Linked DNA regions of Lactuca sativa: region 1 is linked to region 2. Evidence: chromatin contacts called from public Hi-C data. All regions are on one chromosome and are shown on one strand. The core of a region is the stretch at or near the end of the contact, and the rest is flanking DNA. Distances in the headings are between cores, read along the strand shown. Region 1 holds the start of LOC111906706 (receptor-like protein kinase HSL1). Region 2 holds the start of LOC111906707 (homeobox-DDT domain protein RLT2).

Evidence for each region. A called contact is a pair of places that touch in the nucleus more often than the background predicts.
Region 1: a Hi-C map of leaf shows a contact between it and region 2, with 10 times the contacts expected there. The contact joins the promoter of LOC111906706 here to the promoter of LOC111906707 in region 2. A contact is called at or near these places in 3 of 4 Hi-C or Micro-C datasets (bud, leaf and seed).

Annotation. Positions count from the first base shown.
Region 1 is chr8:238,404,918-238,407,617 of Lsat_Salinas_v11, reverse strand. It overlaps LOC111906706 (receptor-like protein kinase HSL1), which reads right to left and starts at 1,391. Exons shown (of 2, transcript XM_023902476.3): 1 at 1-1,391. The coding sequence starts at 1,264.
Region 2 is chr8:238,099,130-238,101,829 of Lsat_Salinas_v11, reverse strand. LOC111906707 (homeobox-DDT domain protein RLT2) reads left to right here and starts at 1,291. Exons shown (of 18, transcript XM_023902477.3): 1 at 1,291-2,163; 2 at 2,253-2,700. The coding sequence starts at 2,025.

The DNA.
Region 1 (2,700 bases), core at 142-2,641, 310 kb before region 2:
TCGAGCTCAGCCTAACCCTTCCTAAACTCTTGCATTCTCCCAGACTTACAGGAAGCTCACCGGAAAAGGAATTTCCGATCAGTACTAGATCAAATAATTCGCCCTTTTCGCATAAGCTACTCGGAAGTTCACCGAAGAGTTTATTGAACGACACATCAAGTGTTTTCAGAGAGGAATTGCTTCCGAGATCACTGGGAAGAGGACCAGTTAACGAATTGTCGAATAATCTGAGATCATACAAGTTTGGAGATCGAGCTAAGCTTTCCGGTATCAGACCCTGTAGTTTATTATCAGCGAGACAGAGTGATTCGAGGGGCAATTTGCATAACTCAACCGGAATTGTTCCGGTGAAACTATTCACCGACAGATCGATTTTTCTCAGTTCGGGGAGGTTTGACCAATCCTTTTTTGGCAAATCGCCGGAAAGTGAGTTGTTATAGAGCTCGAGTTGGTAGAGTTTCCTGAGTTGGAAAATGACAGCTGGGAATGGACCAGTGAGTGAATTGTAAGATAATTCGAGATCAGAAAGCTTCTGTAATTTCGAAAATGTCTCCGGGATTGTTCCGACGAAGCTACATGAACTGAGCCAAAGATGTTCGATGTTGGAAAGGTTTCCGAGTTGAGGAGGAATTGGAGCAGGAAGAAAGTAATTGTAAGCAACACTGAGTTCTTTAAGCGTGGTTACGTTTGTGAGAATAACAGGGAATGATCCATTCAGATAGTTGTTGATGAGAATGAGTGATTCTAGTCGCCGGAACAATCCAAAACTACGTGGGATTTCGCCGGAGAAGCTGTTGTCTTGCAGGTTGAGATAAACCAAGTTTGGGATGTCGGAGAGCGTCGATGGAAGCAGACCGTCGAAATAGTTTGCGGAGAGGTCAAGAGACGTGAGGTTGCGGCAGGTGGAGATGGTGGCGGGGATGGTGGAGTTGAGACTGTTGTCGCTGAGCGAGACGATAGATAAAGAAGGTAGACGGCAGAGACCGATGGGAAATGGGCCGGCGAGGGAGGCGGAGGGGAGTTCGATGGAAGTGACGGTGGAGCGGCTGCAGGTGACGCCAAACCAGTTGCATGGTTTGTCGTCGGCGGGGTTCCAGTCGGAGAGGATTCCACTGGGATCGATGAGGGTGGATTTTATTTGGATTAAATCAAGACCTTCTTGGTTCAAAGAGAGGGAGGTGGTGGTTGATAATAGCAAGAGACATAACAATAGAAGTGAAGGTGGCGACGGCGGTGGTCTCGACGGCAGGGGTGGCGGTGGCATGGTGGGAATGGAGGATTTGGCAAGGAGATGTGAAAATTTGTGTATTGTTGTTTTTCAATGAAGGGGGGACTTTAGAGTAAACAAAAGCATAATTGATCGGGGAAAGACAACTACTAACAACCATCAAATTAGTTTATTAAATATAGTTTTAAATAGACAATTTAAAAATTAATATCTATATAAACAAAATATATATTTTGAGCATATTGAATAATATTTCAAAGTCTTGATGTTCATACACATTTATACTATTTTAATGTTTGGCGAACAGTAAAGTATTGATATTTTTTTAGTGTTAACATTTCCACATATTTCAAATTTAAATGGTATTTTAACAGTAATATTTGTCTTTTATAATATCGTATTAAAATTTATTCTGATATTAATTTATAAGATATAACAACGTAAATAACAAATTTTACTTTGTAATATATTTGCCTTAAAAATATTATATTTATACAAAATAATTAAGTAGATTAATTTATTTTATTAATAATTATTTAATAATAAAATTTATAAAAATATTATAATAAAAGATATATAAATCAAAATTCCACAACAACAATTACATTAGACTTTAATCTTTATACCATACATAAAAAATGAGAATTTTTTTTTCTTACATCACGTTTGAAACGAAAAACAAAAACAAAGTTATGAAATTAATCTTTAAGACTGTAATCATTCAAATTATTATTATTTTTTTAATATTTAAAGTGGTCATCATCACTACCAAAGGTACAAACATCCAATGCATCATATGGTTTTCTATATCTCAATCTTCCTTATCGATTTCATAATAGGCATTTCAGTGATCATAAACACTTGAACGAAGAGCATAAACCAAAAAAAAAAAAGTACAATTATGAATCCATAGTGTACAGATAAAATTTGCGAAGAAAGGTACATACGAGGGACACCCTTTGATTCTCAATGGGTTTGTCTTTTTCCATTTCATTTCATTGGAGGAAAAGAGGGACATTGCAACTTAGTTCCCAACCAACAACCAACTGATGATTTCTTTCATTTATGACAAATATTCTTCAACTCTTTTACCTGTTGTAGTCTATGTGAATCTTGAAAAGAAAAGATAAAGAAGAGAAAAAAAATCTACAAATGGACATGAGCGATACACTAGCTGTAGAATTAGAGGGGTGAAACTAAACCTTCAAAACAAAAACTTAATATGAAATATTCTTAAATGTTCATCGAAGTGGAACTTATCGACTATTTGGTGTCTTTGAAGTCTTGTATAATTGTCTTTAAACTAATATTTTCATGAAGTTTCCTTTCGAAGTACAAAGCCATGAATTATTCAAAAATTTTATAATATGAACACTAGTTGTGAGACCGTATGTTATACGGGTTGGATAGAACAAAAAAAATTAAACATGAACATTTAAACAAAAAATTATTTTGATTTTAAATTTTAAATT
Region 2 (2,700 bases), core at 42-2,541:
TTCTAGCACATTCTATTTGCAAATGGGAAAATGTGAATATCAGAGTTATGATGGTGTCAACGGAAAATGTCATGAGGTAAGAAGTAGTTGTACAAGTTTCAATGGAATTTGCTTCAACCTGACAAACATGCATCGTAAAAGGTGTAATGATTTCGATATTTTAAGTACCTCTCTTTAAGAATACAAAACCACCCATGGTGGTAAACCATTTGGCCATCAAAAAGCTTGGTGTGTTATGCTTGCCGACCCAAAATGGTTCCTTGATCCGAGTACACTTAGTCACTCGAAAATGCAATCCATCGACTCCAACAAACGAGCGAGAACTTCGGACTTAGAAGCGGGTTTGAGAATTGACCTCAATGAAGATGATGATGATAATGAGGAACTGAGAGGGGTCACTCTTCGACGCCCAATGGAAAGGGACATGGCAAAAATGCGACATCTTCATCGACAAGGGACAAGGGAAAAAAATCCATTGAAACGGAACCAAATTTCGTTCAAATGCTTTCGAAAAAACTTGATGATCATCTTGACTTTCTTCAAAAAAAAGTTAGAGTACAACACCGCAGACAACGACTTCAAAATAGTAAACACGCCGTCTCATCTGGACCTTCCATTAACTCGATCTTTTCAACAAGCTCAAACGCAAGACGAAAGATAAGTATAACGATTTTAATCTTTAAGTTTCAATGTAATTTTTAATTTACATGTGACGTTATTTATAATTTTATGTTATTTTAAAGTTTTTTTAATGTAATTTTTATTTTCAACTTTTAATTTGGTTTAATGAAATTTTAATTTTATTTTAAAAACCTTGTATATTTATTAAAACTAAGTGTCCGAAAAAAAATAAAAAAATATTTAGATAATGTGAAGTATTCAATATTTTCTAAATAGAATAAGTATTAGTACGGATGTTGCAAAGTTGAGGTATCATTAATCGTGACAAAGTTTTTAAACAAACAAATTATAGACCATTATTTATAGCCTAACCAAATTGTTTTTATTTTATTTTATATATATCTAACATAATTCTAGTATTATGAAATGTTAGTAATCATTCTCATTTGAAATCAAAAAATTCCATATCAAATTGCATAAAGTTAATTACGCCCATGTATATCGTATAGCGAGACAAAAATTAAACTAAATATTATAAAAACGAAAATTAAGAACAAGAAACTATAAATTAACAACGAAAAGGTCTTCATGTTCAAATCCACGCGCGGCCGACGAGCGTCTTGTACGACAGAGTTTTGAGTTGTTCAAGAAACGTAGGAAGTCATCTGACACTTCATAATCTCTTTGGAGAGAGATAAAAAAAAATTAAAAGAAAAAAAAAAAAAAACTCCTTTTCTTCCTTTGTTTATGATGGGTTCGATCTCTCTTTCTCTCTCCATCTACACCCATGAATCTCCGTGAAGAAAATTCTGTTTCCCCACTACCCGTTACGGTTTCTCGATAAAAGAAAGAAGAAATTCAGAAAAAGTTTTTAGAGAGAGAGGGGAAATGGGAAGGATTAGAGAGAGAAAGACTGTTTTTGGTGTTCATTCTCCTTCTACTTTTAATGGCAAAAAATTCCAATTTTCATATTCATACACCCAAGAACAAATAGTATTGCTGTTAATAGTTTTAATTATTATTAATACAATACCATACACATTTACTTTTGTTTTTATACATTTATTATTATCACAATTCGTCAATCTTCAAATCTCACCGCACATCTCTTTCATGATGATAATATTATGTTAGCTACAAGATCATATGTGGAGAGAGAAAGTAATAGTGAGAGAGAAAGTTTTTGTTAATTTCTTCTTACTTATTGTCTTTACTTTTTCTTCGACGATACCCTAATTTCAGATGCCTATTCTCTCTCAACAAACCCTAGTTTTTCAACCAGGAACTTCGATTTGGTCGAATCAAGTGTTTTTTGATGTTTTAGCTGCTAATTAACCCGGTTTCTGTGTTGGGTTTGACCTCAATTGCAAAACGGAGTTCGCGATTTCGATCTTCTTAAGCTAATGGACGGTGGTGCTAGCGGCCATGGCGGCGGTGGTTCGGAAGGGGAGAACAAAAATTCGGCTGAAGGAGGAGAGCCGAAGGTGAAGAGGAAGATGAAGACAGCTTTCCAGTTGGAGATTCTCGAGAAAACTTACGCTGGTTTGTGTTTCTTTCTAATCTTCACAATCTCTCTTCGTTTTCATCTCACTTCCAATTCAGTAACTTCATAAACTTGATTGAATTTCTAGTCGAGGCATATCCAGCGGAAGCTCTTCGAGCAGATTTATCAGTCCAGTTGGGTTTGACCGATCGGCAATTACAGATGTGGTTTTGTCACAGGAGGTTAAAAGATAGAAAAACTCCACCTGTTAAACGACCAAAGAAGGAAATATCTAGTAGTGGTGGAGGTGGTGGTGATGATGTAATGGTGTCCGGTGAGGGTTTACCTAATGAACATGGTGGTTCTGGTGGATCAGGTTCCGGGTCGAGCCCATTTGGGCATACGGGTCGCCCTGTGCCAGCCATGGTTGCAACCGCAAGTGGAAGGGTTCCAGCTGTGGTTGCTGCACCCATAGACATGCCACCTGTCAAGAGGTATTATGAGCCTCCACATGCTGTTTCTGAGGTTAGAGCTATTGCTTTTGTTGAAGCTCAATTAGGGGAAAGATTGAGGGAGGATGGACCCATTCTTGGAAT